Linked DNA regions of Mus musculus: all the other regions are linked to region 1. A link is a contact called in public HiCAR-type and promoter capture Hi-C data. All regions are on one chromosome and are shown on one strand. Each heading gives the region's core, a stretch centred on a gene start, on an enhancer-like site or on the middle of the called end of the contact. The rest is flanking DNA. Distances are from core to core; before and after follow the strand shown. Region 1 holds the start of Slc25a26 (solute carrier family 25 (mitochondrial carrier, phosphate carrier), member 26). Region 2 holds the start of Tafa4 (TAFA chemokine like family member 4). Region 3 holds the start of Nr2c2 (nuclear receptor subfamily 2, group C, member 2). Region 4 holds the start of Tmf1 (TATA element modulatory factor 1). Region 5 holds the start of Rbsn (rabenosyn, RAB effector). Region 6 holds the start of Eogt (EGF domain-specific O-linked N-acetylglucosamine (GlcNAc) transferase). Region 7 holds the start of Mrps25 (mitochondrial ribosomal protein S25).

Region 1 (3,707 bases), core at 1,098-3,597:
GGTAAATATTGTGGGGACTGAGGCCTCCTGCTAATCACTGATTTGTCAGTTATGGAAGTGAGCTACCACTTTGGAAGTAGATTCTCCAGTTATGATCAAGTTTTATGAGATGATCCTGGTCAACACTGACACTGTAAGTTACGAGAATCCCCGACTTGGAACTGCCAAGCTTAAGTTCTCTCAGATTTTTACCTAACAGAAGGAGTATGAGGTAAAAGCTGTTGGTATTTTAAGCTACTTACTTGTTAAGCTGAAACCAACCAACCAACTCACCAACCAATCAGATTTCTGGACATGGAGATGGTGTAGAACAGTATTTAGTGAGCTGTGGGAGTGCCTTGATGCAAAGCAAAAGTGAAAGGTATAGGGACTCTGAGGGAAATTCTAGTGGGAGCTTACTGGTAGACCCCAATGGGCTGTGAGGAGGCCTCCAATGAAGCCATGCTATAAAAGAGTGTGGTAGGGTGAATTCTCAGATGGCCTCAGAATCCCTGCCCTTTCATGCTCACAGTCTGTATACTCGCTCCCTGCCTTTGAGTGTGAGCACGGCCTGTGTGAGCCCTGCTGTTATGGTCACGTTGCTCTATATTACAGAAACGGTTTCTGCAGTTGTCAATCAGGTCTCCAATAAATTGACTGAGTGAGTCAGGATTATCCTCTGTGGCTCACACAAGATTACTGGAGGTTAAAAAGTCCACTAGTCACTTAGTTCTACAACATACCTGCTACCTGAGATGTAGTAGGCCCTTCATGCATGCGGAGGTTAGAAGGTATTGTCCAGTAAATGGGAAGACAAGTCTACTCCAAGAAACTTGCTAAATAGTTAATGACATGTTCATCCAAGAGCACACGTTGCCTTCACAGTGAGCAAGATGAATAATCAACTATCAAAGCAAGTCATTTTTTTATGCCACTTTATTTTTTACTGACACAGTGATTGTACAAATTTATTAGGGTAGTGGGTGATAATTCAATACACCCACACGATGTGAAATGGCTAAGTCAGCCATTAGCATGTATAATTCCTTAAATATCATTTCTTTGTGGGTCATCTTTGAAATTTTCTATTTTCTTTTAGTTCTCTATAAAAATATATAACAGTGACTAGGTAGGTGGAACTATATATGTAGCCTTTGTGGCTACATCTATACTGCCCTTGCATGTTCAAGACCCTAGAAAGAAAACCCAAATTATTATCCAAGTGTAATGGCTCACATCTGTAATTCCAACATTTGGGAGGCAGAGGCAGGACAATTGTTATGAGTTTGAGGTCACCAGAACTACATAACTACATTGCCAGTTCTAGCCTATCATAGGCTACAGTGAAACTCAAATACCAACTGAAATACACACACACACACACACACACACACACACGTAAGTAAATTGTAAACTAGCAATCCTACTGTCCTGCAGAGCAATGGTACTTATTCTTCCTGTCTTCCTCCATCTACACGAGGGCCCTGCTAGGTAAACACATATTCTACCATTGAGTTACACTCACTATTAAGCTGTATTTTTTTAAGTATTAAATTCTATTTATTTCACTATCAACATATTAATATGTAATAAAATATAATATGCAAAATATATGATATACAATAAATATTAGGTATGTCCACAGACATTGGGAGACAGCTTGTGGGAACTGGTTGTCTCTTTCACCCTATGGGTCCCAGGGAGTGAACTCAGGTTGCAGGGTTGGTGGCAAGAGCTTTTACCTGCAGAACCATCTCACTCGCCCTATCTAATAGGAATTTGTTAGTTGTCACCTCCAGAATTGGAGGCAAGCGCCTTTACCTACTAAGCTATCTCACTGGCCCTAACTAATTGTATTTTGATAGCAGCTACCTCCATCCTTCTTCCCTTCGTAGTCTCTAGTGATCACTCTCCTACTTTAAGTACATTAATTTAAAGAGAAATAAACGTCAGTACAAATGGAGAATACTTTTTTTTTTTTTTTGGTAATAAAAACGTATTTTTGTTTAACATTTTTTTTCTTTCTTTCTGGAATTGGATCAACAGAAATCCAGCCAGCCTGCACAGATAAAGCGAAGGAATAACGGACTTGGATTGTGAGTAGGAAACCACAGGGCTGGCCTTCAGGTACAGGCAGTGCCGCCTGGTCCCAGTCCTGCCAGCTCTGGTCTCTCCTCCGGGGTCTTTCGTAGATCCCATCCGGGGCCACAGGCTTGTGCGAGGCTCTTGCCTAGCGCCTCCGGAGCCGGCTGCTGAAGGACAGGAAGCCGGAGAAGCTCCAAACCCCAGGGTCCTCCAGGAAAGGCTCAGCGACCAGCACCGAGCGACGCACGTGCTTTTGTTGTGGTGTGACGTCACGAGTTCTGCCCCGGAAGTAGTTGCTCCATATCCCGCCCCAACATGGCGGCGCCCAGCTCTTTAAGTCAGCACCTGCTTTTGCCCAGCTTGTGATTTTTAACCTTGGCGGCGTTGGGAGACCATGGACGCGCCGGGCTTCACGGCCTCGCTGGTGGTGAGTACCGGGTAGGGGTGGGCTGCTGGGTGCAGGCTGCGTGGGAGCTGTGGCGGCTTCTCTGCACTGCCGCTTTCTTCCGGGTTTAAGCAGTGGTCGGTCTGTCCTCAGGTCACTGGCTGCTAGATCTAGGACCAAGCCTAGAGACGTCTGGGAAGTCTGTTCTCAAGGCTTGGTGGCTTCTGATGGGCTTTTAGAGATGAGGTATGCTTGACACATTGTCTTATTTACTGAAGGCTTCAGTAAATTAAGACTTCCCTTGTACACCATATTCACCTGAACTTGGGAATTAAACATGCAAATACACACTATTCAGGAAAACACTTACGACCCATCCATCCAAGATACTAGCTTGTCTTTTTGAAGTTTCTACACATTTAGTTCCTAGTAATCTGCTCATTTTTCTCCACGTTTAGGCTTTGAAGAAATACTGAGCATAAGTAGTGGTGTTGTGGAGTCGATGGTTTATTGGCTAATTCTGTCGATTTATGAGAACCAGTGCTTTTTGAGGGGCCTATAACAGCAGGTCTAGCAGGAGATAATAGATTTAGCAGATGTAAGAGAGACTGGTTAACTTTGATTTTATTCTGGAAGAGTGAACAGAAGCAGACAAGAAATACCTTCATTTTTAAAATGCTCCTGCTAAGGGCAAATAGAAGCCCAGGGGCATTTGTTTACAGAACTAGCTACTGCTCTGATGGAAGGGTTGGAGATAGAGTGTTGAACAAGAGAAACCTGCCCATAAGAGTTAGATGTAGGAGACAGTACAGAAGTGACTGCTCGGGTAAGTGACAGGTGGACTAGGTTCAGGACATTATGGGAAGAGGTGATAACAGGTTATGGGCCAGGCATCCTAAATATATGAGATTCATTTGTGTTTGGGGAGATGGCTCAGTAGTTATAGCATCTGTAGTTCAGTTCCCAGAACCCTGGGAAATGTTGGGTGGGTCTGGTGGCCCATGTGTAATTCCGGTGCTCAGAAGGTGGAGACAAGGGATCCCTGGAGCAAGCTGGTGAGCTAGACTAACCTTTAGTGATCTCTAGATCCTTTGCTTCAGTGAAGAAAGAGGAGAGACAATGAGAAAGACTTCTGACTCAAGGTTGGGCTGCACACACACACACACACACACACACACACACACACACACACATATGTGCACGAGCACAAGCACATAGCACATCGCACCCAGGCTCATTTCATTGTATTTAATTTTCA
Region 2 (3,527 bases), core at 73-2,572, 2.6 Mb after region 1:
TCCCCGTATCAAGGATTACAGGAAATATCAGACTAAGGACTCAATGGAAATACCCCCTCTCCCACTGAGGCCGCCTCCAAGCAGGGATTTTTGCCTGTCACATCTTATTAACTTTGCTCTTCTCGGAGGGAAGGGCATTAAAAAGTTAAAAGCAAAAAGAGTTCTGGGATCAGTACGCTTCACCAAAAGGGATACTTCAGTCCCGGTGGGGGTTGGCACATGGCTGCTACTCCAAGAGTCTGTGAACTTGTACATATGCATATTTCTGGCTGATTCATAACTCAGCGTTCAAGGGAAAAAACACACTAACACACTAGCAAGAAGCTTGTGGCTTGGGCTGCCTTCCCAGGTGCAGGCTATAAAGCTTTCTATTTCCAATTCTCCAAGGACAAGCTTGGGTTAAAGACGCCCTGCGGTGCGGTGCGAGACAAGTGGCCATGTAACTGAAGCAAGAGGGAAATAAATTTTGAGGCGCTTGCAGCTTTGGTGGACAAAGCCGAGATGCCTCACCAGAACTCTAAGACCCTTCCCTGTTAACCACCTGCGCTCCCAGTCAGCCCAAGCTGTCGGAGGTCCAGGAACCAGCCCACCTACTTCCTCCTGCTGATACTTGTAAGGACCCCTGCTCGGATGCAAAAGGATGAGACCTCAGTGGCCAGACAGAAGCTCCAGCTCTTGGGGTGTTCGCCCTGAGACTGCTCACCCCAGTTCATCAAGTGGCTGCCTCAGCACCAGTAGGGCTCCAGAGTCTGAACTCCCAAATTGGAAGTGGCTGCTGCCCGCCGTCCCTACTCATAACCCCTAGCTGCACGTCGTATCCTTCTCAGTGTCTCTTCTAACTTTAGGATGCACGCGGCTGATTCAAGTACTTCCCCCTGCTCCCTGCTAAATGCTGGAGTGACTAGGGCTAGCTACACCGAGACTAGTGAAACTGAAATTAGCCCCAAAGGCCACTCTTCTCGCGGAGACCATGCTTAAGCATAAGGTTCAAGGCTGCTCTAACCCCTTCTCCCGCCAGCTCTACCCCAGAGCCCATTCTTACTAGACTAGAAAGAGCAGCCGAGTCAGATCCGGGAGTCCAGAGTGAAGCGCCGATCACAGCACTGAAACCAAAGGATGCTCAGCTGGCGACTTGCGCCCATCACCCTCTTAGTACGGCCGAAAGTGGGGAAAGTTCCGGTGCTGCTGCAAAGAGAAGCCAAAGCTACCGTGGGAAGCGCCGTGTCTTAAAGAAGAAACATTGTCCCAGCCAGATCCCAGAGGGTGCAGACAGCCCTGCGCGCCCAGCAAGTGCGCCCCGTCCAGGGTGGCTCCAGGCTAGCAGTGCAGAAACCAGCCCAGAGCTAGCTGACCAGGAGGAGCCCGGCTGGCCGCTGACAGCGCTGATTGGCCAGACTGCCCGATTGCTGGCGCCCTTGTCAAACCCCGCAGTCCACGTGGGCCTGTCCTCTGAGCCCCACCCCCCCTCCACCCCTCTTCCCTCACCTCCCTACCGTACTGCTGTGTGCGCCTCTCCTAAGCGAGCGCCTCGCTGTGGCCACTACTCCGCAGGTGCTGGAGGAAAGGTGTTGATTCTTCTGAACACCTGAGAGCCAAGTTAAGCCCTGCAAACGGTAGGAGAATTTGGGGTTCCGCTCCCAGTTGAAACCATTTCCTCCACAGAGGTCCCACTACAGACTGCAAGCAGGCATCTTCTAACGTGTGCAAAAGCAGTCTGGCTGCATGCGTAATGTCTTTGCGTGAGAAAAAGAGAAAACTTGACACACAGGTTAATAGCTAAATGATTTTCTAAAACAAAAACAAACAAACAAACAAACAAACCTGTTTTAATGGGACTCATTGCCTAAGCATGCCAGAGACCAGCACTAGCACTACATAAAACTAGATGCAGTGATGCAGTCTGTGACCCTAGCAGGAGGATCAGAAGTTCAAGGTCATCTAGACGACATAGCGCGTTTACCGTTAGCCTGAATCCTGTCTCTAAAATCCAGTTCTTTGATGCCTTACCTCTACCTTGTTTCCAGCCCCATCCAATCGCTTTTCCCTCTTCCCTCACAGAAGTAACCAACAATCAGCGGCATTTAAACAGTATCTTCTCTCATCTGACCGCCATTGTATAGATGAGAAAACTAAGGCTCAGAGAGGCTAAATAATTTGCTCACAATTGTGGAGTTAATTAGTAGTAGTACCGCTTATATTTGACCCCGGTTAGCAAGCACGTGCCTTCTCTCTGAGACCAGGCTAGAATTTTGGACTTTCAGGCTCCACCCTAGAACCAGAATTTTCATTTAAACTCAAAGTCCCCATGTGGTTGTTATATGCATGCAGTTTGAAAACCACCATTCTCTGTCACCGTGCTGTCCTCTGCCACTGGCTAACAGCTCCCCCCACCCCACCCCCAGTCCTTTTATTTTTCATTGAATTAAAATGATGAGCCATCTACCGCAGACGCATCCACATATATCCACTTTCTCTCCCTGCTGCTTGGTCTCATCCAGGCCACTGCCCTTGTTTCCCACGCCTCCTGCCACACACACAAGCCACACCACATTATTTCCCTGATTGCAAAACAGTGACAATCCCTGGCTCTTTTGTTATCAAAATTGGGGCCTTGCAAAGTCAGTCACGCTATTAAATTGTCACCAACCTAAGGGTTTTCAACCATGAGCAACCCTTGCGAGCGTGCCTGTTCCTATGATGGTACAGTTAAAGGACATCCTGGTAAATGTCCAATGATGTGATATGCCGAATGCAGCAGTTGACAGAGGCAGAATGCCCCCTATGAACTGAGCTATACGGCCAAATCAGCACCACAGAAAGGTAAGTAATGGGAGGAGGGAGCTAAAGGAGTTCCAATTATTTCTTCATCCAGCTGCTTATCAAATGCCATGTCATCAAATGCTATGTGCCAGGCTTTGGGATGCTGTGACCAACCCAGCAGGCGTGACTTCTGTCTATAGTTACAGGGAAGGTTGGGCACCAAGCAATTCAACCAATGTACAAAAGAGGCAAATTCAGAGCAAAATATGTATTAAAAGATTATAGAATGAGCACAGGAATTATGGCGGTGTCCATAATTCAGATTGTCTGCCCTGGTAAAGTCACTGACATGGTGACAGCCAAGATCTAAAGGACAGAAGGTCTACCAAACAAACATCTAAACAGAGACTGTCACCAGCATTAGCTCAGTTGTCCTCTCGTAAAAACAACAACAACAAAACCAGCTCTGCCACTCATTGCATAGGCCCCTCCTTCTATCCTGCCAGCTGTTATGCACCATTTGAAGTTATGTCAAATCAATCAATGTCTGTATTATTAAAATGGGTCAGACTATTTTTTTTTATGTAAGACCAAGTGAAGGTCATGCCAACAGGTCTTTTGTTTGGTTTTTGTTGTTGTTGTTGTTGCCTTTGCATTTATGCACGGAAACTCACAAACTCCCTTTGTGCCTCTAGGAATTCTTGTTATTTGAACTTTATGTTTCTCTTTCCTCCTCTTATAACAGATGGAACGAGATAGTGGGCATA
Region 3 (3,841 bases), core at 1,046-3,545, 2.4 Mb before region 1:
GAAAAGTTGCTACAATTTTAAACATTTCATTTGAAAAGCTACTTAAGGTTACAGCAAATGCGGCCAACAGAAGCCAGGCTAACTTCACCGGTGAACCAGTAGCTTCAAGGAGCTCTGGTTTTCCTTACTGTGGTTACTTAAAGAGGGTTCCAGGTCCTGAGTCTAAGTGGCAGATCCAGAATATCAACTGAAGAAAAAGAAAACTATAAACCAAGATAAGTGCATTCATTATGATTTATTTTTAAAACGTGAGCAATTGTACTGTTCCTTCGAAAACCCCATCAACGTGAATTTTTACACTGTATTATTTAGCACTATAAACTTTAATTCTTGGAAAATTCTATTCCAGACCACTTCATATTTTCAAGGATTTTACAGTGAAAGGACTTATATATGGGCTACCTTAGGCATGTTACTGAGCTCTCCCGGGGCACACGTTCTATAAATGAGGAAAACTTCCTTGCCTCCTGTAGAGGCTCCTTTCAGCTACAGGGTCTGTAGGGCACAGAGATACATCCCTGCCCCCCCCCCCCCACTTTCCCAGGAGACAGGAAGGGGAGGGGACTGTGTTTAAAACACTTGCCACAAAATAGAAAGTCGATTAAGACTATGGGCATTGTTAGAGTCACCCTATTGTAAGCCTAAATGTCTACTGCAAAAATCTTGAAGCATTTATTTCTAATGAGCAAGAGGTGTGTGTGTGTGTGTGTAATTAGATGGTAGAGTATATCCAATCTACACAGCTCGGTGATCAAGGGGAGTGGGTGAACATTGCAGGCAGACACTCAGAGGGAAACGGCGGCACCTTCCCAAGCCCAATGAAGAAGTATAACCCGGAGGCTTTTCAGAATGCAATCAGTGCGTGCCAAAGCTGCTTTTCTCAAATCGCGAAGGAGAGGGGCACGGGACTGCACAAGTCTGGGCTCCAAGGCTAAGCACCTGTTTTAAAAATGGGCCTGGGGCATCTGCACACTTGCCTGGTCCGGCCAGAGGCATGCACATCCTCGGAGCTTTAAAACAGAAAGCTACCATCCATCCCAAGGAAGGTACCGGGAGCTCAGTGCACTCCCAGGACACCGCTCGCTTGCAACATCTCGGCGCGGCGCCAGGCAAGGGCCCGCTTCTCCAGCCTGCAAGCGGTGCCTACGGGATCGGCCGCACCTGCCCGGCCCAGGCCTGCGGGCCTCAGCTCCGGCGGCGGCCGCAGCGGCAGCGGCGGCGTTCCGGTGCGCGCGCGCGCTCAGCCAATCGCGTGCTCGCCCGCCCCCCGCCGCCGCGGTGAGGCTGGCGCCGGGAAGAGGAAGAGGAACATTCGCCCTCCTCCTCCCAGCGCGCGGGCGGCGGCGGCAGCGGCACCGGGGTCACGAACTCTGACCTTTCACTGACAAAAACAATAACAAAGCGCGGTCCCTCCGCGACCCCGGCGGTGCCAGGGCCCAGCCCGCCGCCCCGCTCCGCACCGGCCCGCCGCGGCGTCCCGGCCGCCCGAGCCCCCGGGCTCCTGCCCTCCGGCGCCTGCCCGGCCCGCGCCCTGCCCTCCTAGCCGGGGGCGCCGGCCGCAGACACGGGATCTGCTCCGCGGTTGTGGTGGCGCCCGACCCTGAGGTAAGAGCAAGCCCGCCGGGCCAAGCCGCGGCGCGGCGCGGCGCAGCGCGGCACGGCGGAGGAGGGCAGGCCTGCGCCGCCATGGAGGCCGCGGAGGCTGAACGCGGCCTTTTACCTTTGCCACGGGGCGGTGGCGGCGGCAGCAGCGGGCGCTTTGCATAGTGGGCCGGGCCGCACCCTTCCCTCCCCTCTCTTCCACTCCCCTCCCCTCCCGCGGCCGAGCCCGGCGAGCCGCTGTCCTGACCGGGCCGGCCGCGCGCCGCGGGGGCGGAGAGGGGGACTGTCCGCGGCCCCGCCTCACGCCTGGCCCTCCGCCAGCGCCGCCATCTTGTCCCCGCGGCGCCGGCCAGGCTCCCCTCGGCGCGCGCCCGGCCTGCCCGCTTCTTCCTGTGTTCCCCGCTCCTCACCCCAGCACTCCCCGCCTGCCGTTGGCTGCCACCCTGGCCCAACCGCCGTTTTTCCGGACTAGGAGGGTGGAAGGGGAGGGAGGGAGGCGTGGGCAGGGCACGACCTCCTGAGTGACGGCCGGGCTGGCCAATCGTTCCCCCTTATAGGAGGGCCACGGCCTGCGGCACCGCCCCCGGGGCTGTGCTGGTTGGTCCAGGTGGGAGAGGGAGGTCCCGGGGGCCGCTAGTGCGGGGTGTGAGGCCGGGCGGGCCAGCCTCTGAGGAACTTGGTGGGTCTCGGGCTGGGAAGCTGGTGATGCTTTTTGAACCCATGGCGCGGCCAGAAGGGAAGAGTTCGTCGGCACTTGGAGGCTCTCCGGGGTTCGCGCTTTCCTCACGACTCTGGACGGAGCCCCTCTGGCGGGCTCAATTTCAGTCCATGAAATTGGGACACCAGACGTTCTTGCCAAGCCTCGCCTCTCTCCTCAGCATTGTTTGAGGGACTGTTCTCTGAAAATGGAGTCCAAGCTACTCTGCCAGCCTCAAAAGTAATTTGCAAATGGTGGTGTTAGTTTTTTCGTCTTATTGTGGTGCTGGGGACGGCCCTGCCATTGAGTAACATCCCTAGTCCCAAAATGGTGATGTGGAAATATATAAGGAACCAACTGGAGTGGAAAACTTGTGAGGTGATTCTCTTTCCTACTTTCATTAAACACAGTTGTGCGTAGCTTTAGACACTAGGACACTACTTCCAGAGATTCAACTGACCTGGGCAAGGAGCCATTCTCCCCCCAGAATTTTGGATGCCGAGGGGATACAAAGGCTCAGAGAATGGTCAGAGAATGGAAGAAACTGGATGATGTGCTGAAGGAATCGTGAGGGCATTAATTTAATTGGATGGTGAGGAAGTCAGGCTTCACTGAATGTTTGAATAGATTTCAGGAAAAGAGCTGGGTTCTGGATAGCAAGCTTGAAGATGGGAAGGGAAGATTTTCCCACACTTTTTGTTGAGTAAATTGTTGCTGATACTATTGATAGCTAAGTGCTGCATATTTAATTGGTGCATTTTTACCCGAACTTGACAGTTGGGATAGCATGCCCAGCAATAAAATGTCCATTATACTAAGCAGGGAATTTGAATTGGACTTCAGTAGGCATTCTTTTAACATATTTATCTTTCCCAGAGATAAAATTGATTGATGCTATGAAGCTACTGAAAATCTCATTTATCAAAGTGGAAAACAAACTTTACAAAATATAATGTTAGCTTCCATTGGAAAGTCTGATGACTAAAATATTTGTGCATATAACATAGTAGGAAGGGCTGGCTAGCATGTAGGAAATCAAGTTTCATCCTTAGCACTGCATAAACTTATGTAGTGCTGCATATCTGTAATCCCAGTTACTGGGGCGGTGGAGGCAGATCAGAAGTTTCAGTGTCATTCTTGGCTACATAGAGTTTTAGGCCAGCCTGGGCTATAAGATCCGGTATCCAAAATAAAATATTTGAAATCAAACAATACCTTTTTAATAATATGAGCAGTCTCAGTTTTAATTCTTTCTTTGGATATCTCAAGAGACAGTGTAAGTTAAGCCAAGCAAACATTTCCAAAAAGAGATTGGAATAAGCTGTCCCAAAGTGACTTGCAGCCCAGTGAGTTCTACACTGTGGATTTTAAAGTTTTCCTGAATATTTATGAGGTGATAGAATCTTCATGAAATAAAGTGACAACCCCCTTTCCCACTCCCAAAGCATGATGGCTCTTCCTTTTGGGTTTTCTCTTTCCAAAAGCTGGAAATTTTAAAATCACAATACAGTTGATATTGTAATGATATCAGATCTTTTAAGG
Region 4 (3,976 bases), core at 719-3,218, 2.7 Mb after region 1:
CAGTGTGGGCCAACCTATGAGAGTCTCAGGAACAAGTACAAGACCAGACTTGGTTTTGCCAGGCCAAAGCAAGTATGCTAGCCCCTCGGAATACATGCTTAAAGTAGTGATCAAGGCTGTACAGCCAGTGTGAAATCCCAGGCACATGGCTCATCTCACAAAGACAGTTCAAATCTTCACTAACAGGCACATGCAGTCACAGCACTATCCAGCCACACGCTCATTTTATTCTTGTAACATTATAAACTAAACAGACAGCAATGCTCAAAACTTAACCTGAGATAATAGAGACAGTCTTTTTCAAAAATCATAATTAAACTGATGAGAACAGTGAGTTCTAGTGAATGAATTCACTTTTATGTACTTAATGACCAGTCTGCAAGTTCCCCTCTCTTAAACCCCAAATTATTTTTTCCACATTTTTTAAGATAGCAAAATTACCAAAACTCTGCAATTAGAAGCTTATGGAAAGGGTACACAGACTTCCTGAGGAAGAAAAAAAAAAAAAAAACAACTCAAGAAGCCCTTTAATAAAATCTGCCTCTTAACGTGATTCCACAGCTATGAGGAATGAAGAGTGTTGGGGAAACTGAACTGGGAACAGAGTTTTACATTTATTTGTTCAGTGTGTGAAACCAGAAAACAAAGCTTAAGGCAAGATTAGGTCTTCGAGGTAGCTAATTAGCATCCTCACGGATACCAGGGTTTAACTTTGCCTCTTGAAAAATGTGGTACAAAATTATAGTAACCACACATCCACTTAAACTATTCCTATTCTTCAGACCCATGTTGTTTTGTAATCTAAAACACAACAGATGATCAATGAAAATAGCATTCAAGAAAGCATATTCCATTTCAGACAACCTGCCCTCTAAAATAAATTATACAGCACTATCCATGTCTCAGATTTCGCCCGGGGCGGGGGATAATGAGTATCTTTTTATTTGAAACATCTGATCTTAAGTTTAGTAACTCCAGCTCTGGGGTCCAACCACAAAAAGGCGAGCTTCCCAATAGCAAGGTGCCACAGAGAATGAAATAAGATCACGATATATCTACAGTCATACATAAACTACGTTATCAATGATTCAACTTAGGTCCCGAGTTTTCAACAATGTACATCTAAAACCAGAAACCACAGTTAACTTTCATCCAAAGGTTTGCCCCAGTGTCTGTTGCTACACACGAAAAGTGCTCCAGACTCCCTTAGACGTAAAGACACAAGCAACCGAATAATCCTGGAAAGAGTAATTTCAGTTCATCTGAAAGATCTGGTGCTGCAAAAAGGGCTACAGTTGGGAACTCTTGGAGCACAAATTCTCTTGGGACTCTGCCCCGTACAGACTGTGCCTCACCTGGAGAAAGTTATGCATTCTGAGTTTCGGTTAGCTCCTCTGTAGAACACGGGGTCTACCATCCCTGACTCGGGTTGTTTTGAGACGGTGAACTTTTTGTAAACAAAGTCTTTTGTGTTCCTTAAACGCTTCCCGCGGGGCTCCGGGACTGGGGATTTACAAGGCTCGGACCTAGGGCGCCAAGGCGGAAGACGCCTAGCAATTGGGGATCTGGGGCTGTGCTCCTGACTCTGTAGTCAGGGGCCTGGGGCCAGGACCAGAGCTCGAGCTGACACCTGAGGTCAGCAGGACCCGCACCGGGGCCGAGGCGTGCGGGACTGGGGTCCGACAGCAGGCAGGCAGGCAGGCGCGACACCCCGGGACCCGCTTACCCGGCTCGCCGTACGGGATGGCCTCGGCCCAGGCGCTCGGCTCCTCCTCCTGGATGTCCAGGACCCTGTCGATGGACTTCTGGGCCTGGGACAGGGCCTGCTTGGCGAAGCTGGACAACTGCGAGGCATTGAACCAGCTCATGGCCCCTCCTCAGCGCCGGCTCCGGCCGGCTCCGGCGGCCTCAGCGGCGGCCCCGGCCCCACCGCCTCCCGCGGCCGCGCGGCGCTGCGAGCCTTCCGCACAGCTGAGCCGGGCCCCGCCGCGCATGCGCCGCCCTTCCACGTACACAACCACCAGATCCGGGAGCCGAGTTCCGCCCAGACGGAAGGACGGAGGCGGTAGCGTGAAGCCACATCCGGGAGCGGAGCGGAGCCCTTAGTTACCAGCCGCCTCTGGGCTTCATGGCCGTTCTCAACTGAGGGACGCGATCTGCGCCGAGGCCCAGACCTCCGGGAGCGACCAGAGCCGCGTGTGCCTCGCTATAATCCCGGCGGCTAGGCCTCACACTTATTAATCTTGGTACTCAAAAAGTAGTTGGCCAGTTCTCGCCTGGCCTGGATGTCTATGCCTGACTTGATGGGCACGGTCCCCAGGTCCTGGAACATTAACAGATGAAACCACCTCCCTCTCAACCTAATTCTGTCATCTGAATGGCGTTCATCAGCACACTCCTATGTTAAGAGGTGGGGCTTTAAGGAACTTTCTGGGTCACGAGATGACTGTGACACCCACGGGAAAGAGATGAATGCCCTATTAAGAGGTGCCTACGCCCTCTCAAGCATAACATACCAAGGTCACGCCAGCCATGAACTAGAAATAGATGGCTCTCATCAGCTGTGCTCGTCTTGGACCTCCCAGTCACAAGAACAGTAAAAATCAAGTTTCTGTAGCCTATGAGCCAGCCACTTTATGGCAGTTTGTAACAGCGGTTTGGATGGGTTAAGCCACTTGGCAAGCAATAAAATATTAACCCATCAGTACATACTGTGCACACTGCCTAAAAGATACAGCTTGTATGCTCTCTTTCCCACACTTGGTCATGGGAGAAAATTTAAAGTCGATGGCCTTCCTTGTCCAGTCAGCAGCTGTTTGGTTTGGTTCTAATAATGCTAAAGAAAAATTTTCTACCAGCATTTAAAGGCTAAATTTAATTCAAGCATTAGCCCTTTGTGAAAAGAGACTCCTACCCTACACAAAGAACCACGGGTACTTAAGGAATGCCGAAGCTAGGAATGGGGTAAATCTTCCCCTGGGAAGGTTACACACTACCAAATGAGCAGCCCCGAAATCATCATACAGACTGAGGGTTGTACTAATTAATGCATTTGAGAACGCATATGTATACACACTTATATACTTAACAGTTAATAAAAGAGACTTAATTTGAGAGAGAGCAATAGAGGTCTATGAAAAAGTTTAGAGGGACGGAAGGGAAAGGGGAAATGTAATTTTATCCCCCAAAACATTCCCTAGGACTACCAGAACTACTAACAGGATGGCTTAAAATGACAGAAATGCTTTTGTGGTTTGGAGCCAGAAGTCTGAAGTTGTTCACTGGAGCTGTCCTCCCTCTGAAATCTTCATGGAGAATGCACCATGCTTCTCCTAGCTTCAAGTCTGCAGTCAATCCTTTTGTTCCCTGGGTACAGGTACAGCACTCCATTGTCTAATCTTCCTCCCACATCCCTCTCACCTCTTCTAATAGGGATGCCTACCTTATCAGATTGGGTCCTCTGTATTATATCTGCAATGACTCTATTCTAATTAAGGAAGGGAGGGAGGGAGGGAGGGAGGGAGGGAGGGAGGGAGGGAGGGAGGGAGGGTTAGTTGCATCCTAAAGGGCTTAAGAGCCCTATTCTGGTTCAGAGCTGGCATTTGGTAGTATGTACATTCTGTTTTAAAGGGCAATGGCACCATCCTTAGACCTCTTAATAGGGTGCTAATCCTTTTTCCACGGGTGTCACCTAGTGACAAAGAATGACTGAACTAAAATTTCCTTTGACAATTATTTTCACACAATTTTCCATGTATCTGCCAACTCATTCTAAGAGCTCTGTACAACACATTATCTGCCTGCTCCCTGAGTATCTGTTTTGCACTGCAAGAAGCTAAGCTATAAGACTTTTCCTTAACAACAAAAAATTTCATATCCATGGCAAGTTATCTTCCAGTAACTTTATCCCACAGTATTGCAATTTTGAGCATGTTAATGACAGACTTGTGGCTAGAGGATGCTTCTGTTGAACCCA
Region 5 (3,650 bases), core at 499-2,998, 2.3 Mb before region 1:
AGAGCCAGAGAGATGGCTCAGTGTAAAGGCACTTGCCACCTACCCTGAGTTTGATCACCAGAACTACATAAAAGTGGAAGGAGAGAATACACTTCTGAAAGTTATCCTCTGGCTTCCACACACGCCTGTCCTCTAGCCCCTTCACACAAAATAAATGTATCTTTAAATTAAGATTTTAAAAAAGAAGAAACTTATCAGTGCAGCTTGATAATATGTTCCAGCACTTTGAAAAGTCTGAGGCAGAAGATCCTCACTTGAATCTATGATTTCAAAACCAGTTTGGCCAACATAGCAAACTGTCGCTTAGTTTAGATGAATGGATGGATAAAATTAGTGAAAATTATATTTTGCATTTACAGTGAGTTGATGTGTTTACTAGATTTTATAAATTAGAACAGTGGGGCAGCAGGTCTGATGTTCTCTGCCCTTCAACAGAAAAATCTGATACTTAAACATTTCAGGGCTTAATAACTTACATTTTCTGTCTTATTGGACTACAGCAAAGTCACTGTTGATGTGACCCTGAAAGACTCCTAACCATTGAGAACAAGGATAAAATCATTTCACAGAAGCAAAGAAATCTGTTTCCAAGACTTTAGAGGCCACATATCACAGCACAGAGTGGGAGTTTGTGTAGCTAGAATTGTGGTGTGCTGCAGAGGGCACAGAGGAGGGTACCATCTGGTCCTCAAAGGTGAAGGGTGACAGCAACTCAGAAAATAAATTAAACAGGACGCTAGGTGCCTGTTATTTCCTTTAATTAAGAAATTTGACAGGCGTGGGAGGCAGAAGCAGACAGATACCTGTGAGTTTGAGGCCAGCCTGGTTTACATGTCAAGTTCCAGGCCAGACATAGATACATAGTGAGACCCTTGTCTTGAGATTAAATAAATAAATCGAGAGACTACACACATGCAGACCCATCCCGGAAAGCATCTGAGGCATCACTTAAACAGCCAGCCTCAGGTCCGACCGGTTCTCTCCCCAGCCAGTGGCTGACAGGATCCTCTGGGTGTGACAGCTGCCTCCTCCCCGCCTGCAACTCATCCTGAAGAAAAAGTCAAACAGAAGTCGTCCCCGTGCACCCTGGCCACACATCGCAGCTCAGTTCTCACCCTGGAGAAACGCCCCTTACTCAAGGCAGGCTCCCTCCAGGATGCCTTCACAGCAGCTGCCTGGGGTGCCATAGCCTATACACAAGTGAAGTGACTAACACAAGACAGCAGCCGGGAAGGAGAGCCTGGGATTTTCGCCATCACCACGAGAACTCGGAGAGCGGGATAATAGGGTTCCGCGAATGAAGTGGGGGACCTTAACATAAAGTCACTTAATTAGGTGCCACCACAAACCACCGCAATTGATGCCGCAACCAGAAGGCCAGTTGTGCAAACTCTCGCCTCCAGACTGGATTGAAAAACCCAGCCGGGGGGCTCTGTAGAGATCCGCACGGCCACGCGCACCCGCGGGACGCGACTCTGCGGGACATCACGCAACACGTCACGGCGCGGGCAGAGACCCGCGCGGCGCCGAGGCCCGCAAAGCCTCATCTCCCGACCGCATCGTCATCTCAAACCACACGTCACACCCACCTCAGCCACCGCCGCGCTCTCTGCGACACCCTTTCTCACTCCCTGCGGCTTCCGACAGGCAGTCGGCAGCCTGCCTTTCCACCTCGGGTTCTGACTGCCGGCCTACGAGGTTCCTCAGAGACCAGTGGCAGCCATCGCCATCAGTGGCTCGGCGCTCGACAGGCGCGCCGGGCAGAAACCGGAAGACAGACTGACACGCGGCGGTCGAGCGCCGAGTCCTCGAGCGCACTGAACCTGGAAGAGGATGCTGCGCAGGCGCTGCCGCAACGGGGCGGGCCCAGTAGGAGGAGGTAAACTGCGAAGTTCTCTCAGGTCCTAGCAACACATCGATGTGAAACCCTACACTCGCCCTTCACTCACCCTATAGGTGGGGAAACTGAGACTTTGGCTCTTAAATAATGTGCCTGCAGCGCTAACATTATTTAGAGACCGTTAAAAAGTTTCTGAGATTTTTGCATAAATGCCTTAATACAGCGGTTGTTCTTCCAAAGGACCCAGGTTTGAAAAACTGCTTGTCTGCTACCTATATGCTCTCTTCTGGAGTCCATGGGCACTGCACATGTGGTGCACAGACATGCAGGCAAAACACACATACAAAATTTTGTTTTTTTACTTTTTTGTTGTTGTTGTTAAAAAAAAGTTTCTGAGTGCGAGAGACTAAGTTATGTTCAGCACATTGAGGAGACAGAAAGACGTGGAAATTGAGCCAAAGAAAGTAGAGACGTTGAGGAGTCGTGTCAGGGATTGGAAGTTGGCTCAATTGATCCTGGTTGGGACTCAATTTCCACCACACACCCATGCCTGTAACACCAATACTCTAAGGATGGAGGCAGGAGGACCAAAAATTTAAGTTAATTTTCAATTACATAGCAAGTTCAAGGCCATACTGGGATACATGAAACTCCATCTCAAAAAAGCATAAAAAAGTATGAGGGTAGCTAGATCTCTGCAAAATAAGTGGCATTTATGTATGAGTCAGGGTTCTCTAGAGTCACAGAACTCTATAGTCTATATAGTAAGGGAATTGGTGGATGACTTACAGTCTGTAGTCCAATTCCCAACAATGGTCAGCAGCAGCTGTGAATGGAAGTCCAAGGATCTAGCAGTCACTCAGTCCCACAAGGCAAGCAGTTGAAGAAGAGAGTGTCAATCTTCCTTCTTCCAATGTCCTTATATAGGTCTCCAGCAAAAGGTGTGGCCCAGATTAAAGGTGTCTGCCACCACACCTTTAATCCCAGATAACCTTGACTTGGAGATCTTCCTGTCTTAATCTTCTGGAATTCATAGCCACTGTGCCTCAAGATCTCCATGCCAAGATTCAGGTCAGAAACTTCTATCTCAGCCTCCAGATTAGGATCACTGGTGAGCCTCCCAATTCTGGATTGTAGTTCATCCAGATATAGTCAAGTTGACAACCAGGAATAGCCCCTGCAATTTACAAAAGACAGTATGGCAGATCAGTCATGTCTGAACCTAGCTGTACCATGCAACAACCACAGGGTACAGAGACAGACCCATCTGTTATTGAGGTCTGTTTGCTTTATAGCCAGCACACCATCTAGACTGCAGTAACCTGGGCCCCAGAAGTGGGAGCTTCAGGGAAGATGCAGGTCTTTGGAACCAGAAAGTGGCCTCCATCCCTCCTGCCTCCATCCCAGCCTAGCATGGCTGTGGCACTTGACCCATTTGACTCTGGGAATGACTGTCTGAAGGTGGTCACAGTCTCTACTTCCTTGTGCAGATGAAATGAAGCCAGTCTCTTGGCCTAGGCTCCTTACCGTACCTCCTCAGCTCAACAGCATTGAGTATGGAGAGGACAACTCCTAGGGCTCCACAGACCTGAGCTCCTGCCTCCAAGAAAATCTTACTTTGTGACTCTGAATGTGTCCCTTGCCTTCTACTCTTCAGTTCTCCCACATGCACACAGAAAGTGGGACTCAAAATGGGCAGGCTCTTCTTATTTCCAAATTGGTAACTATTTGTGTCTGTTTGGTTTTTGGCTTTACTGTTTTCCAGTGCTGGAATTGGAACTCAGGGTCTCACACAGGATAGATAAATGCT
Region 6 (3,936 bases), core at 1,068-3,567, 2.6 Mb after region 1:
TTTCCTGTCAACTGTTTATTGTAAGTTCCCCTCCCAGGCTAGCATCCTCGGAGCTTCAGAAGGAAAGAATTCATTTAAAATTTCCCTATCAGGACTGAACAAAGCATTGACATTATGCGAAATGACAGTGATTAAGAATTTACTGGATTCCTGCTCACACCCTCAACCCCCCAGGAAAGGATAAATTTCTTGGGTCAGTTTCTCCTATCCATCCCTGACAAACTCACACCACTCTGCCGCCTTTACCGATCACAAGTTTTCCCTAAGTGTCTCTTCTAAAAGATAACTGAACACACCCTGAGCATTCCATAGTAAAGTGGGGCCCTTATAAGACTGGAAGGACCACACAACTTTCAAAATCAGCCTTCACTGATGTTTATGAATACAATGCTCTGTTCAAGTTCCAGGCCTATTGGGGTCATAAGGTTAAAACAGTGATGATCATGGGAACAAATCCTTTGCCCAGTAAGTAATTAAAGGGGTTCCTTGCTTTGGAGGCCCTGAAGGCTATGTTGCTATCCCTTGTAAACCCAAGGGGCCTTGATCTAACAGTAAATTACTAGCAATTTTATAAAATTAAAAAAATGCATGGTGGGTTAGTGAGCAGGGGGAGGGAGGATGGGATAGGGAGGTTTTTAGAGGGGAAATGAGAAAAGGGGGTAAAACTTGAAATGTAAATAAAGAAAATATCTAATAAAAAATACATACTGAGTGCCAGGCAGTTGTGAGTCCCAGGACAGCCAGGGATACACAGAGAAACCCTGCCTCTGGAAAAAAAATGCATATTGATAAAAAACAATAACTGCTTAATAATGAAAATACTGACCTTTTTAGTCCTCAGAATCCCCTCCGGAAGCTGCTGATGCTTTGGCTAGCCTAAAACCTGAGAAAAATAAAGTACGTTACCTTAAGAGCATGCCACAAGAGACTAGTTACTATTTTAATATAAAGGAACAACGTAGAGAGAAAAATGACCAGCAAATCCCTAGCCAGAAGCCCGGAGATGAAGATGCGTGATTCTCCTCAGTGAATGAACACTACTAAGTCTCTCAAAGCAAAGTCAGAGCCCAGGGTCCCCTGGACATAGTAACCCACGGAGCAGACACTAGTGGTGAGCAGGAAGGAGGTAGCCCGCTTCACACCACATCACTCAATCCAGACCAACAGGATAATTAGCAGAGAAAACATTCCTAGGACCAAAGCCTGTTCCTGGTTCTCATTGCAGTAATCCTGTTCTCTGATTCCCGGGGCTGCCTGGACCAGTGCCAACCTCAGGATCACAACAGGCCACCCAGCCCTTGGACTAACCTTCTAGGTCGCGGCTTGGAGCACTAGGTCCTAAATTTCGGGTATCCAAATCCACAGCTCTGCAATGCGTTCTGCCGGTTAACAAAACTTGACCATTCATGGAAAAAAGTAACCCTTGGCCGTGGGGAAAATCTAAAGGAGCAGATCAGAAAGTTGGCTTTTGCAAGGGAGGGCATGTACCCACTTGCATATGCTGGGTGATGGTTCCCTGTGGTGCATGAAAGTACAACTTCAGGGCCTGGCAGAAAGCCTTCCCGGAGTTGAGTTCTCTGGCAAGACTTGGCAGGGATGAAAGCTTTAGTAGGTTAGGCTACCGCGTCTTTTTGCACAAAACGGTCAATCGCGCTCCACTCGTGTGTGGCTTGATTGGATTTTCACGGACCTAAAAAGAGAAGAGGAAAAAAAGGTAAAAATCTGAACGCCGTAAACCATGAGAGCTGGGGTTACTAGGACTACCACATGAATGGCTTAGGGCATTGCTGGGCAACAGAGCCAGCAGCGGACAGATGAAGTGCATCTGGGACTCAAAGACTATCAAGTCCCAAGGTAGGCAAGCAGACAGAGCTCAGACAGAGCTCGGCTGCCTGAGGCGCCGAAGTGGCAATCCTGCTGTGGCGATCCTCCGGTTGTCTGCGGAACGTCAACCCCTCCCCTGTGTAGCGGAGTCAGCCCCTCGCGCCCGGCAGCAGCCAACCCTGCCCCGGGTGCTTGGGGAAGCAGCTGTCTTAGGAGACGCTCGGCTCCCAGGTGTGCCTGGAGAAGCCACTCCGCCCCAGCATGGGGATCGAGGCAACAGGGCAGGCCTGGCTGGGCATCTCCCTAGCCTACAGCCACCGATCAACTCCTGGTAACCAGCTGAAGGCCGCGGGCTGGGATCAGAGTCCCAGAGTCAGGCTGCGGGCCCACGGGGGTGCAGGCGCCGGCCAGGAACAGGCGGGGAAGGCGCGGGGCCCACCTGCAGCTTGACTAGGGAGCGGCGGCGGCGGCAGTGGCGGCAGCTTGGGAGTAACGAGACGTCACCGCCGGCAGCCGCGAACCGGAAACCTCCGGCGCCCAAGCCGGGCCAGGGGGCGCCCGGGAGCTGCCGCGACACCTTGGCCCGGGGCTCAAGGGCGGACCGGAATGCCTTGACCACACCCAGCGACCAGAGTCTGGAAGGCACTCTTGGACACCCATCAGCCAAGGTTACGGACACCCTGTGACCCACAGCCTGATCCACTGGGGACACCCGCCTACATCCCCTCCGGGACGTGGGACACCGGGGTGCAAGTCCCTGGCTGCTCCTCCAGGCGCTTGGCAGGTCTCCAGCACCAGAGAGTAGGCAGGCAGACTACGGGACTGTTTACATATCACTCAGGGTTGTAATTTTATTGCTTTCCCATTCTGAGCAGAAGTTGCTGCCCTGATTTTCAAATGAGACTGGATGTAGTGGGACACTCTCTGGTGGGTAGTGAAAATACTGTAGATTCCAGGGAATTGTACCTGTCCATGAAGTGTCCAAGTCCAATGGCTACTCTTGTTTAATTTTTACGTTTTTGCTATTTCATGATGATTTCTAACTGCTTGTTTAGGTGATGATTACGTGTATGCATATCTCCCATTCTCTTCCATTCTTGACACCTTGCAGTTCCAGCATGCCTTCTGGAGCATGGGGGAGACAGCCATTAAATTATGATTAAAGGGTTCAAGGGCTGACAGGTGGCTTAGAGTTTTCAAAGCGCTTGTGGGAGCAAGCCTGACGACCCACGTTGAATCCTAGGATCCTACCACGAAAGGGGAGAACCCACTCCCTGACCTCGTTCTCTGACCTCCTGGATACTCACACCTTCCTATACAATACTAATAAATGAAAAAAAGGACCCAGCTTATATTAATGGTGTCAAAATAAACATGCTCAGATGCATTCAGTTCACAAGGCTTACATGTCTTATAAATTTTAAGAAGCTACTATGAGAACTGAAACCAGAACTGGTGGTACAGGCCTGCTGTTCCAGCTACTCCACAGGCTGAGTCATGGAAAAAATTTAAAAAAAATAAAAAATAAAAGGAAGTTCAAGACACCCAGACAACTTAGTGACCACGGAGATGAGTGCTATCCTAACATGTGCACGACCCCAGGTTCAATCCCCAGTAACATACAACATACACATGGGCTGGGCACTTTAGGGAAGGCCTTTCTTTAATCCTAGCTAGCACTTGGAAGGCAAAGGCAAATGGATCTCTGTAAGTTTGAGGCCAGCCTGATCTATGTCGCAAGTTCCAGACCAGCTGTGTTTTATATGTGTATGTGTTTAATATGTATATAATTTGTTTAATATATATCCTGTTCAGTATGTATTGTGTTAGCATGTCATTTACATGTGCCAAACACACATTAAAGAACAAAAGAACATTACAGTAGTTTTTAAAATGCATTTTAAAATTTTTATGTATAGGTATTTTGTGCGTGTATGCACACACGGCCAGAAGAGGGCATCAGATCTCTGGAACCGGAGTTACAGTTATTAGCTGCTATGTGTGTACTAGGACTTGAACTCAGTCCTCTGAAAGAGTACCAGTGCTCTTAACTCAGCCACTAACCACACTAGTAAGCCTGGCAAAGGCGATGGAACCAGGGCGCTTGTGTGA
Region 7 (3,561 bases), core at 756-3,255, 2.3 Mb before region 1:
GATCCACTTAAAAAACAAACAAACAGGTAGGGGGTTATAGAGATGGCTCAGTGGTTAAGAGAACTTGTTGCTTTTGCAGAGGACTCAGGTTCAGTTCCCAGCACCCATATGGTGGCTCATAACCATCTGTAACTCTAATCCCATGGACACCAGGCACCAATGTGGTGCACATACATACATGGAGGTAAAACACTCACATATACATTTTTACAAGCAAGCCAGGTGTGGTGTCACACATCTTTAAACTCAGTAGTCAGGAAGCAGAGATAAGCAAGAAGATCTGTTGTTAGCTGGAAGCTAGCCTGGTTTATAAAGGAGTTCCAGGCCAGCTAGGCACACCGTGAGACCCTATCTCAATTAAAACTTAAGGAAGATTTTACTTGAGGTTGGAGAAATGGCCCAGCAATTAAGAGTGCTTACTGTTCTTCCAGAGGACCTGAGTTCAGTTCCCAGTACCCACATCAAGTGCCTCACAACCACTTGTAACTCCAGTGCCAGAGAATCCAACACCCTCTGGCTTCATGGGCACCTGCACACATATGGTGTAAATAAACTCTCATGACATACAAAACACACACACACAGAGAGAGACAGACAGACAGAGAGAGAGAGAGAGAGAGAGAGAGAGAGAGGTAAAAGGCCAGGTGTGAGCCCTTGCTTGCTGGCTCCAGGCTTACTGACCAGCCTAGCTGAATCCATGAAGCCCAGGCTGAGAGACCCTATTTCAAAAAGAAACCAAGTCAGCCAGCTCCTTAGAAACATTATCTTTGGTTGAATGCTAATGTATCCACACATACACAAACACAGGGTCGGGTGGGGTGGAGACCTTTAAGTAATTACATCAACACAAAACTTGAAAAAGTGAAAGAACTGCTTCTGGGGAGGAAACACTGCCCTGAAAGCTCCACAGCACACCACCCAAAAGCTTGAAGGCAGAACTTGTCAGCAAGTCTCTGTCTTCCCATCCCAAAGCACAGAGCCTTGTGCCCACAAACCAGATAGATATAGATGCACCTACTGGATCAAATGGGCACAAGGTCAGCACCTGTTGCACTCTGCCAGGCACTTTATTCTCCAGCAACCCCACACCACCACCAACACACTGATGTTGTGGTGTTCCGCCTAGGAAAAATGCTGTCAGAAGTTGAGAGAACTTGTGTGATCCCAAGGTCATACAACTAGTTAAGAGGCCTTTGCATATGCATAAACTCCTGACAAGTGGGGAGTAGAGCCCGAACCCTCTGGTCCACCGAGAGGGTTCCAGAGAGCCCTCACCCCAGCAGATCCCAGGCTAGCAAATCTTAGGTCTTGGGGGTCAACTTGACCAGAGAAAATGGCTTGAAGGCGGCTTCTGGCTCTCATGAAGTCAAGGTCTTTGCCACAGGGGCCACTCTCCACCTTGAAAATTATTCTCTTCTCTCTTTCTGATCCGTTCTACAAATCCACTTCTATCTACAGTCATGTTTATCCCGTACTGTGGAAAATCCCAGTACTGAACCCAGCGTTTTGGGCGCTCAATAAATGTGCAGTAAGTTCGGAAGGGTCCAAAGCATTGCTCAGAGATGATAAACGGGTCAATGAAACCTTTCATTCATCAAGTGTCCTAAGCAGCAGCAAGCCATGCTGTGCACAGGTGCGGAAACTTACTACTCCGCTCCCAAGGCGTTCCCCGCGCCACAGCCTCGCACAAGGGGCCAGCCTTCCAGCCGCAACCCATCCCTCCGGTGGAGGAGCACTCGGGTTTCTATCGGGGATCAGTCGGGATGCCCTCCACTGCCTCAGCTTCTTTCACTGAACCCCGAGGGCTGTGACCCACACTGACCTGGCGCCTTCGCCCAGTTCCCCATACGTGTTGTAGTTCACGGTCATGATCTTCACAGACTCCTTGAATACCACGTCCCCGCGACCCAGGTACTGCAGCGTACGGCGGATCGGGAAGCGACCCTTCATCGGCATGGTGGAAGTCAGGAACTCCTCAAGCCGCGGACCAGCGCGGCTCCGGGAATCTTGGGAGGCACTTCCCGGCGGCCAGCGCGGCCGCGGGGCAGCCTGGGACTCGTAGTTTGGGCCCGGGCTCGCAGCCGCCTCAGCGTTGGGAATCAACCTGTCGTTTTTGTCTTCACAGAAACCAATTATCTTCTCCCAAGATCTCCAGTTCTGAAGTGAAGAGCTTGACGGAAAAGTCGCTGTTGATTCAAAGGGAAAACTTATTTGCAAAGGAGGAAAGAGTGGCTTGCTCTGGCGCGTCAGGGTCTGCCTCAAAGGACTCTGCTTAGAGGAGGGGGTCGTTCGCTTGTTAAGAGTGGTTGTGACAGATATGACAAGTCAACAATCAACATGTCACTCTGCGCTGCATTTTTTTTTTTAGGATTTATTTTTACCTTACTGTTTTGCTTGTGTGTTGTGGCTGTGCACCACATACACGCAGTGCCCGCAGAGGCTGGAAGAGGGCGTTGGGTCCCCTGAAATTGACCTTACAGAGCTGTGAACTGCCATGTGGGACCTCTAAAAGAGCAGCAAGTGCACTGAACTGCTAAGCCATTTTTCCAGCCCCACTGTAATTTTTAATCGCTGTTTATGGCTGAAATTAATTTTTCTATAGGATTCTCAAGATTTTTTCCCTTTGTAATTATGTAAATTTTCAACTGACTTCCCAGGCTTCATAGATGAACTGTCTACTGATAAGCCCATTAGAGCATTTTTCATCTGTTAATCTTTTATTCTAGTATTTTTTTTTCAAAACTTAAGTGTTCTTTCCTCTGCTCAAATAATCCAACAATTCTAGACATGTCCTGTGCACACATGAAGGCTGGGGGAAAAGTGTCCTGCTGTGTTTCTGTTCTCTTAGTAAGCTCCAGCAATTGGGATTGTAACCCACACTTCTGGGGTTACAGGCACAGATGATCTCACCTAGATTTTTACATGGATCCTGGGATCAGAACTCAGACCCTCAAGTACTCTTACCCACCGAGCCATCTCCCCAGCTACCAAATTGTAAATTGTTTTAGTTTTTTTTTTTTTACTTTATGTCTATATTTTTTAAAAGATTTATTAATTTTATTTATGAGTACACTGTAGCTGTCTTCAGACACACCAGAAGAGGGCATCGGATTCCATTACAGATGGTTGTGAGCCACTATGTGGGTTCTGGGAATTGAACTCAGGACCTCTGGAAGAACAGTCAGTGCTCTAAACCACTGAGCCATCTCTCCAGCCCCTATGTATGAGTGTTTTGCCTGCATATATGTGAACACATCACTAATAAGCTTCAGCTATAACTACATGTCTGAAGAGGAAGGTAAGCTTCTAGAGCATACCCTTGAGAGTGCAGCAGGCGGCTGCAGGGTATCTAATCACACTGTGAGCCCCACAATGGTGTTACTTACTGGAAAAACCTTTTTTAGTTGTGGTATGGCTCAGTCTCAGCACACACCTTTAATCCAAGAGCTGCTTCAATACTGTAAACGGGATTAAATAAAGTCAACCGTAGATCAAGAGGAGGAACAGCCAATTAACAGGAAATGGACATAGGATTATTAAGAGAAAACCATTGACAGTAAG

What was found. Promoter capture Hi-C pulls out the DNA fragments that hold promoters and counts their contacts. HiCAR-type assays count read pairs that join an accessible place to other places.
Region 2: a promoter capture Hi-C map of second pharyngeal arch cranial neural crest shows a contact between it and region 1, with 13 times the contacts expected there. The contact joins the promoter of Tafa4 here to the promoter of Slc25a26 in region 1. A contact is called at or near these places in 9 of 39 promoter capture datasets (the 3T3-L1 cell line, cranial neural crest, embryonic stem cells and 5 more) and 1 of 115 datasets of contacts at active chromatin or transcription factors (embryonic forebrain).
Region 3: a promoter capture Hi-C map of pre-B cells shows a contact between it and region 1, with 5 times the contacts expected there. The contact joins the promoter of Nr2c2 here to the promoter of Slc25a26 in region 1. A contact is called at or near these places in 2 of 39 promoter capture datasets (liver and pre-B cells) and 1 of 9 other capture datasets (liver).
Region 4: a promoter capture Hi-C map of pre-B cells shows a contact between it and region 1, with 8 times the contacts expected there. The contact joins the promoter of Tmf1 here to the promoter of Slc25a26 in region 1. A contact is called at or near these places in 9 of 39 promoter capture datasets (the 3T3-L1 cell line, the C10 cell line, cranial neural crest and 4 more) and 2 of 115 datasets of contacts at active chromatin or transcription factors (astrocytes and pro-B cells).
Region 5: a contact with region 1 is called in a promoter capture Hi-C map of liver, with 6 times the contacts expected there. The contact joins the promoter of Rbsn here to the promoter of Slc25a26 in region 1. A contact is called at or near these places in 4 of 39 promoter capture datasets (hippocampal neurons, liver and pre-B cells), 1 of 484 Hi-C or Micro-C datasets (regulatory T cells), 1 of 115 datasets of contacts at active chromatin or transcription factors (large pre-B cells) and 2 of 9 other capture datasets (adipose tissue and liver).
Region 6: a HiCAR-type map of astrocytes shows a contact between it and region 1, with 8 times the contacts expected there. The contact joins the promoter of Eogt here to the promoter of Slc25a26 in region 1. A contact is called at or near these places in 7 of 39 promoter capture datasets (3T3-L1-derived adipocytes, cranial neural crest, frontonasal cranial neural crest and 3 more), 3 of 115 datasets of contacts at active chromatin or transcription factors (astrocytes, embryonic forebrain and stem cell-derived neural progenitor cells) and 2 of 9 other capture datasets (adipose tissue and liver).
Region 7: a promoter capture Hi-C map of liver shows a contact between it and region 1, with 8 times the contacts expected there. The contact joins the promoter of Mrps25 here to the promoter of Slc25a26 in region 1. A contact is called at or near these places in 2 of 39 promoter capture datasets (both in liver).

What each region holds. Positions count from the first base shown.
Region 1 is chr6:94,497,967-94,501,673 of GRCm38.p6, forward strand. It overlaps Slc25a26 (solute carrier family 25 (mitochondrial carrier, phosphate carrier), member 26), which reads left to right and starts at 2,348. Exons shown (of 10, transcript NM_026255.5): 1 at 2,348-2,491. The coding sequence starts at 2,459.
Region 2 is chr6:97,059,089-97,062,615 of GRCm38.p6, forward strand. Tafa4 (TAFA chemokine like family member 4) reads right to left here and starts at 1,323. Exons shown (of 6, transcript NM_177233.5): 1 at 1,043-1,323.
Region 3 is chr6:92,090,138-92,093,978 of GRCm38.p6, forward strand. Nr2c2 (nuclear receptor subfamily 2, group C, member 2) reads left to right here and starts at 2,296. Exons shown (of 15, transcript NM_001347342.1): 1 at 2,296-2,677.
Region 4 is chr6:97,177,156-97,181,131 of GRCm38.p6, forward strand. Tmf1 (TATA element modulatory factor 1) reads right to left here and starts at 1,969. Exons shown (of 17, transcript NM_001081111.2): 1 at 1,727-1,969. The coding sequence starts at 1,868.
Region 5 is chr6:92,213,122-92,216,771 of GRCm38.p6, forward strand. It overlaps Rbsn (rabenosyn, RAB effector), which reads right to left and starts at 1,749. Exons shown (of 12, transcript NM_030081.3): 1 at 1,590-1,749.
Region 6 is chr6:97,146,569-97,150,504 of GRCm38.p6, forward strand. Eogt (EGF domain-specific O-linked N-acetylglucosamine (GlcNAc) transferase) reads right to left here and starts at 2,318. Exons shown (of 18, transcript NM_175313.5): 1 at 2,264-2,318; 2 at 1,309-1,690; 3 at 827-883.
Region 7 is chr6:92,182,018-92,185,578 of GRCm38.p6, forward strand. Mrps25 (mitochondrial ribosomal protein S25) reads right to left here and starts at 2,006. Exons shown (of 4, transcript NM_025578.4): 1 at 1,823-2,006. The coding sequence starts at 1,956.